Regions from separate parts of the Mus musculus genome. Here region 2 is linked to region 1. Evidence: chromatin contacts called from public Hi-C data. All regions are on one chromosome and are shown on one strand. The core of a region is the stretch at or near the end of the contact, and the rest is flanking DNA. Distances in the headings are between cores, read along the strand shown. Region 1 holds the start of Hs6st1 (heparan sulfate 6-O-sulfotransferase 1). Region 2 holds the start of Rev1 (REV1, DNA directed polymerase).

Region 1 (3,946 bases), core at 1,385-3,884:
GTTCTGGCAAGAATGAAGTTTGAGGAAGCAGCTTCTCTTGATGAGATGTCAATCCCTGAGCCAGTGTGCTATGGCTACCTCTGCAGTTTGTCACAGGGACAACCACCCACTGGGTACCTATGCCAGACTCTTCTGCTCTTGTCAGACTTCCGTTTTCCCTTAGGGGCAGCCAAGCATAGGTGGGTCTCTTGGCAGTAAAGCCTAGTGCACTGACCCTCCGCTTTTTCCTCTGGCCCCGGGGGAACAGAGATGAACACAGGCTGGACGCCACACGGCCAGGGAACAGAGTGAGAGAATTTGTCTAGCTCTGGAGAGCTCTAGACCTTCGTTTTCACTTTTGTGGAACGATTGTTTTAGCTCGTTCTTGCAAGGCTTGCTAGTGGGATTGGAAATAACATAACTGCTATGTCTAGTACTGGAACAACTCTGTTTGGGATTGACCTCTTGGTAGATCCTTAGCATCTGAGCAGAACCATCAGATGGGTTAGCTGGCAGCAATGCTGTGTAAATCTGGATTGCTGTCATCCAAATCCCATGCTGGAATGCCGCCCTGGTCAACTTCTAAAGGGAGCGCCCTCAGCACACTGCTGTGTCGCCATACCTAACCAGAATAAATCATTACCAAACAGACTGCCCTTGGGTTTCTCTGGGCCAGGGGCAAAAGGCCCTGGGTGTCACCAAGGACACCTGTTGCCCTGGTTCTAGGTCATTATGTAGTGTGTTCAGGGCCATGTGGCGGTCTGACCATAGTGGTAACTTCTGCAATCTGCCTGCAAAACATGTCCTCTCTCTCTCTCTCTCTCTCTCTCTCTCTCTCTGTGTGTGTGTGTGTGTGTGTGTGTGTGTGTGTGTGTGTGTAGGACAGAGGACAATGGACAACCTTGGATATTGGATATTGTCCTTTGAGAGGTACACCTTAGTTTCTGAGACAGTGTCTCACATTAACCTGCTGCCTTATAGGCTAGACTGGCTGGCTTGCAAGCCCCAGGGATCTGCCTATCTCTTCTTCCCCAGCAGTCCTGGGCTTGCAAACACAGGCCAAGTATCCCTGGCATTTTATACCTGGGTTCTGGGTACCGAACCCAGGTCCTGAGTCATGCACAGCAAGCACTTTACCAGCTGAGCCCAGTTTCTTCACATTCCTGACAAGTTGGATATAAGTGTGTCTGCATTCTCTCCTGATCTCACCGTTTGGGAGGGCTTTCCTCTTAGCTCTTATTTGTGTGTGTATGTGGGGTGGGGTGGGGGTTCAAGACAGGGTTTCTCTGTGTAGCCCTGACTGTCCTGGAACTCTCTCTGTACACCAGGCTGGCCTCGAACTTAAGAAATCCGCCTGCCTCTGCCTCCCAAGTGCTGGAATTACAGGCATGCACCACCACTGCCCAGCTGCTCTTTTTTTTCAAGTCTTTTTTTTTTTTTTTTAACTTGCAGTCAATGCTTTGGACCACTATTGCCACCCCCTCCCCTTCTCTCCACTTTTTGACCCACCCCTTAGCAGGACAGATCCAGGGCACTACCCAGGGGTACTTGCTGTGGGCACCTGAGCCTGGCCTGGCAGTGGGAGCACCTCCCAGAGGCCACTCTGGCCTGAATCCAAACACCCAAGCCCCTCCCAGCTACCCTAGGCTGTGGAACTCTGCACAGGTCATTTCACTCCCCACCTCCAGTTGTTCTGGCCGCCTAAGTATAGCTAGGGGCCCAGTACAGAGTACAACATGGGCGACGGGACCTTCCACATGTTATAGGCTGCATAGATTACTACTAGAGCCTCCAACTTGCAGCCTAGGGCCCAGGCGACCCTCCACTACAGGCAGAGCACCAATCAAGGCTGCAGATACTGCTGCCAATGTAAAAAAAAAAAAAATCACGAAGGTTGGAATTTTAATTTTTTTCTAATGTTGGTTCACTATTTTGTTTGTTTGTTTGTTTGTTTGAGTATGACCAGGATCAAAACAGGGCACACTGGGCGAGAGGGACAAATAAAGCTTGTCCTCTGGTCTCTGCACACATTTCGGTTTATCTTCAACTGAGGGCTTTGGGTCATTGTCCCAGTGCCTCCAGGGGACTGGTGATATCCACGTAAGAGCCGGATCCATGCCCTTAACGTCTCTCTTCCTTCCCCACCCTTACTGGTAGTCCTAAACCACCTGGTGGTCCCGACTCCCAGCGCTCTCGAACTTGGAACTTCCTATCCTTCAATGTGAAGGTCAAAGCCTCCGTATTCCCGTGGGAGACAGAGAGCGCAGGTAACACAAACTACCATAACCAGAGAAGGTGAAAAAACTCGGGCTCCCAAACCCAGGACCAATGCCCAAAAGAGCCACCCACTCGTAGGCTCGGGACAACCCAGTCGCCACCCACAGGTCTGCGAGCTGGATCCAATGCCCTTTCCGTAGCGACCGGCGTTGACAGTGTGAGAGACACGCGACCCGTCGCCCAGCTCTGGCCTGTGCCTGGGCCTCCTCCGGCCCCGCCCCTCCCCCAGGGCGCTCCAGAGGCGGAGCGGAGGATCGGAGCGGGCGGCGACAGCAAGAGGCGCCGCGAGGGCGGGCCAGGGGCGGGCCGGGGCGGAGCCGCGACGAACTGCGGAGACGCGGCGGCGCACGGGGCGGTGCAGAGCGTTCTCGGCGCTGAGCTTTGCGGGCGGGTGCGGGCGCGCGCGGCTGCGGGGCGCTGTGGCGGGGGCCGGGCTGTACGCTAGCCGAGCCGGGATCGGGGCGGGGAGCAGCCACGGCGCCGCCGAGGCCCGGGGCCCGCGACGCTGCGCACAGCCTGGGCGCCGAGTAGCCGGGCCGGGCCGGAGCGCGGGCGGCGGTGGCGGCGGCGGTGGCGGAGCAGCTGCGCCCCCCGCCCTCCCAGGCCCGGCGCCCGGGCCGCTGGCGATGGTGACACATGCGGCGGCGGCGCGCCGGCGGCAGGACCATGGTTGAGCGCGCCAGCAAGTTCGTGCTGGTGGTGGCGGGCTCGGCGTGCTTCATGCTCATCCTTTACCAGTACGCGGGCCCGGGGCTGAGTCTGGGCGCGCCCGGTGGCCGCGTGCCCCCCGACGACCTGGATCTCTTCCCCACGCCGGACCCACATTACGAGAAAAAGTACTACTTCCCGGTGCGCGAGCTGGAGCGCTCGCTGCGCTTCGACATGAAGGGCGACGACGTGATCGTCTTCCTGCACATCCAGAAGACCGGCGGCACCACCTTCGGCCGCCACCTAGTGCAGAACGTGCGCCTCGAGGTGCCCTGCGACTGTCGCCCGGGCCAGAAGAAGTGCACCTGCTATCGGCCCAATCGCCGCGAGACCTGGCTCTTCTCTCGCTTCTCCACGGGCTGGAGCTGCGGGCTGCACGCTGACTGGACCGAACTCACCAACTGTGTGCCCGGTGTGCTAGACCGCCGCGACCCAGCAGGTCTGCGTTCGCCCAGGTGAGCGCCCGCTGCGGGAAAGTGTGATGGCGGGGGGGGGGGGGGGTACCCCTAAGCCCCGGGCCAGATCTGCCCTCTCCTCTCTTGGGGCCCCTTCCAGTCTGCGGGATCCCAGGATTCCCATCTCATCCTTCCCTACACCTGCCACTCCTGACCTCTGATCCCTCTTTTCACCCTCTGTTCCGTGCCTCTCCTCGCCACTGGCCTGTCTGCGCAGTGCCCAGACTTCCTCCTGGGTCACTGCCCGCTGCTCTCTGTCCACCCTACCTGCTATGCACTGCGGGCTAGCCTGAGAGATAAACCTCGGGGACTAGAGGTCCAGGCTTGGCTCTAGAGGCAGAAAAACAGGTGTGTCTCTGTGTGCATGTGTAGCCCGTACCCGTCTAGTACTAAAAGTGGAGCAAGAGAAATGCGGTTCCTCTTCCTGTGCACCTGTGGTATCTCCAGGCCCTCCGGTGCCTGCCAGCCTGGGGAGGAGCTGCCAGGAAAGGGGTGGGCTCTGCCTGCCGGTGTGTGCAGGTAGAACA
Region 2 (3,815 bases), core at 615-3,114, 2.1 Mb after region 1:
AGAGTATGCTACAGAAAACACTTACCTAGTACCTGTAGTTTCATAGTCTTATTAAATGCCTTTCACTTAAGAACTAATTTATTAGTCGGCTACCCAAACTGGAAAATGTCTTCCAAATATGAATGAAAAGCTTGTCCAACTAGCAGAGGCAAATTTCAAGCCCATATGTAAATGCTTTGATCTCTCCACTTCACATGCCATTGGATACAGTATGTTTGTTAAATATAGGTCTATGTAGCCTCTGGAATGTATTTACTGTGACTGGTTGTTGGGAACAGGCTTTCCTTCCTTTCCATTTAGAATCTTGGTTTTCAGTGTTAAAGAAGTGGAGTTACGTATTTCAGCACATTAATTTTGAAAATGTGTATTTTTCTACCTGAGATGACATAGAGATTTAATGTTAAAAGTGATTCCCACCCTTAAGAAAATGAACAAATATGCATTATTTACCATAAAAAGGAGTAAAGTTTCATGACAAGATACACGATTTTGGTACATACTGACCTCAAAGGACCTACAAGACACAAACAAGAAAACAGAAATTCAAGAAAAATGGCAAGTAAGTAGTCTAAGCAATGAACGAGTGCACTCGTGCAGACTGAAGTCCTGGATGGAGAGCTCCAGGTAAGCTTCCAAGTGTCCATCACAGGTAGCACTGGAAGGGCCGGAAGGGTATTCTAGCAGCATTTGCCTGGGCAAAGCCCGGTCAATATGGGAAAGCAAACTTATGGAGTCTTGCTAAGCTGAGCTAATGCGCACTCCATAGGAACAAGATTGTGGTATTATTACTCTACGTAAAGGAAGAACAGGTACTAGAGAAGCCAGAGACCAAGCAAATAATTTAAGAGCTGTTACATAGCCCTTAATAGTTACAAATCCTTTTTATGAGGTCTCTTGTTTTTATCTACATACCATTTCTACTTTATACCCAAGAAACACCAAAAAACACACGGTGAAATCCTAGGCATGTATCACCTGTAGTGTTTTTTTAAACAATCAAGGAACGATACTACAGGAAAGTCCGGGCTTTGCAAACCCGGGACAGGAAGAGTCTCCAAACAAACAAGTGCCCCCTCGGTGCACCCCGACTGTTATTATAACAGCACACCCAAGTGTGAACTGAGCACCTGTACAAACACTTGGGGACAGGTGTCCTGCACATGAAGGGGACAGATAAGTGACAAGGGAAAAGGAGTGAGAGAAACACTGCCTCCGGGATGCCTAAGAGCAAGGCAGAGGGGAGAAGCCGATGCACCGGGGACGAGCGAAGACCCGCGGCGCGGGCCCCGGGTGCCCCCTGCCACGTTCTGCAAACGCTGGCGGAGCGGACACTCGAACGCGCGAGGGAATGAATGGCCGGCCAGGCGCCGGCGCAGGAGGAACCGGTGACTTGCGACGCCAGCGGCGGGACTCGGAGGCAGGGCCGCGGGCGCCCCGATCGGCGCGCGACGGAGCGCCGGGTGTGGAGCGGGAACGGGAGGTCACGCGTTACATAACCCGGCGGCCGGAGGCGCAGGGGCGACGCGGCGCGGCAGGCAGGAGGCCTCGCGGCAGCACCGCGAGCCCCCGGCCTCGGCGCCTCGGGCCGCTCGTGCGGCGGAGGCGGGGACGGCGGAGGCTCGGTACCCCTCCCCCACCCGCCGGCCCGGGGGTCGCTCACCTTCCGCGCCGCCCCAGGCCACCATGCCCGGGCCCAGCCGCTTCCTCGGGCCTCGCGGGCGCCGCCGTCGTTCAGTGTCCTCCCCGCGGCTGAGGGGAACGCCGGGGAAGGCAACCGGTCAGGCGGCCGCCCAGCCGCACCGCACCGCACCGCGGCCCACGCTCCCTCAGTCGCTGCGCCCGCCTCGCGCCTCCGCGGCAGCTCCGCCCCTCCCCCGCCGCTCCTCTGGCGCGCGCCCGGCTCCCCCTCCCATCCACACCGCGGCCCGCTGGCCCGGCCCCGCACGCACTCACCGGGCGCGGCGCACGCGCGCTGCTCGCGCCCGGCCCGAGGCGACCCCGGCCCCGCCCTCCTCTCGCGCCGGCGCCCGCGGGGAGGGGGGGTGGAGAGCAGCGCCTCGGCTGCACGTGACCGTGCGGCTGGCTGGGCGGAGGTGGCGCGGGACCCGCCGCATCACCACGCTGCCTCCCGCCGGGGCCGGCTAGCTAATGGTGCTGCAGCGACGCGCAGCCGCGCCCCGCCGTGCCCCGCCCCGCCCCGCCCCGCCCGGGCTCCCCAGCCGCCGCGGAGGGCGCGGGTGCCGGGACTAACCGGGTAGACGACCGCGCAGGGTCGGCCGAGGCGCGAAACGCGTCGCCGCACCGCGCTCCGATTGATGTGCGGCGCCACCTAGCGGCGGCCAGGACGCTCACAGGCTAGCACATGCTCGGTCGGCGAGCGGAGAACCGCGGCCCACACGGGTCTGCGGGAATGCCAGGTCACTTGCTGGCAGCCAGCTAGGCTGTGTCCAGACACGACGTCCCTCACAATCTTACCACTGCCGGTCCTGTGCTCTACCTGCCTTTCCCACTTGCAACACACAGACCTGAAGAAAATTGCTTTCCCTTGTGATGGTTAAAAACAAACAAACAAAAACAAAAAACCAGCAGCTACACAATTTATTCGTGGATGTTAAATACACCTAGCAAAAAAGAAAAAAAACAGTCTCTTAAGGCCCATTTCCCCCGCCTCTGTAGTGTCTGTTCAATGGGAGACTGCATGGTTATTGTGATAGTCTTTATTGTTGGAATGCTCAAACATTAAGCCAACCAACTCCTCGCCCTAGACTGAACACTTTTGTTCCTTCCCCACCTTAAGACTTTTGAAAGGAGTTTGCAGGCACTTAGAAAACAGTAGTACTCTTTTTAAAACTGACTTTGCAAACCTGAGGTTCCTTTCCCAGAGAGACAGGAGATAATCGAAATCTCTCTCTCTCTTTCTGTGTATGTATATGTACATGGGAAATATATATATCTGTCTCGATTTTAACCTCTCCCCCTTTGCTCCACTTGCTCGCTCTCCTTTATGAATTCAACTTCAGTATTCCCTCCCAGCTCTGTTTCTCTGGACCCACAATTGAAGAGCTAGATACAGTGTAACTGCAGGAGTTTCAGAACGAGCTGCAACACCACCAGCTTGTGTTCGGAAATACCGCTGGGCGGGAAATGAGGCTTGTGAGGAGTTTTGAAAAACTGTCTCTACACAGCAGTTATTTCCAATGAGAAAAACACCAAAACTTTATTTTTGAGACTGAAAAATAACTTGTGAATACTTTTCCTCTTCTTTCATAATCAAAGATTACTTTTTCTGTATTTTTCTCAAGCAAATAAACAAACTGTCCCATCCTCGTTTGCTTTCTTTTGCTGCAACAAACATTATTACCAAAAAAACAACTTAAGGAGGAAAGGGCCTATCTCACCTTACAGTTTACAACCCACGGGGAAGGGAAGTCAGGACAGAACCTGGATGCAGGAACTGAAGCAGAGACCACTCAGGAGCCCTGCTCACTTCACTGGCTTGCCTCTAATGGCTTGCTCCTCTATTCCTGATACAACTAAGGCCACCCACCCAGGGTGGGCACCGCCCACAGTGGGCTGGCCCATCCCACATCAATCATCTGTCCCACAGACTTGTCCACAGGCCGATTCTGATAGAGGTGTTTTCTCAGTTGATGTTCCCTCTTCCCAGATGACCCTAGCTTGTGTCAAGTTGAAAGAAAGTGGAAAGAAGATGTCTTTCTCTGTAAAACAAACAGAACCGAGAGGCGAGAAGAAATAAACGGTAGATAAATTCTAGAGTCTGTGTTACGAACAAGTTTGCCCAGGGTTTATTTTTA

What was found. Hi-C and Micro-C count contacts between places; a contact is called where the count stands out from the background.
Region 2: a Hi-C map of rod photoreceptor shows a contact between it and region 1, with 5 times the contacts expected there. The contact joins the promoter of Rev1 here to the promoter of Hs6st1 in region 1. A contact is called at or near these places in 1 of 39 promoter capture datasets (liver), 1 of 484 Hi-C or Micro-C datasets (rod photoreceptor) and 1 of 9 other capture datasets (liver).

The regions. Positions count from the first base shown.
Region 1 is chr1:36,065,766-36,069,711 of GRCm38.p6, forward strand. Hs6st1 (heparan sulfate 6-O-sulfotransferase 1) reads left to right here and starts at 2,635. Exons shown (of 2, transcript NM_015818.2): 1 at 2,635-3,419. The coding sequence starts at 2,893. Gm39624 (a long non-coding RNA gene) reads right to left here and starts at 478. Exons shown (of 3, transcript XR_865341.2): 1 at 1-478.
Region 2 is chr1:38,127,802-38,131,616 of GRCm38.p6, forward strand. It overlaps Rev1 (REV1, DNA directed polymerase), which reads right to left and starts at 1,865. Exons shown (of 23, transcript NM_019570.4): 1 at 1,661-1,865.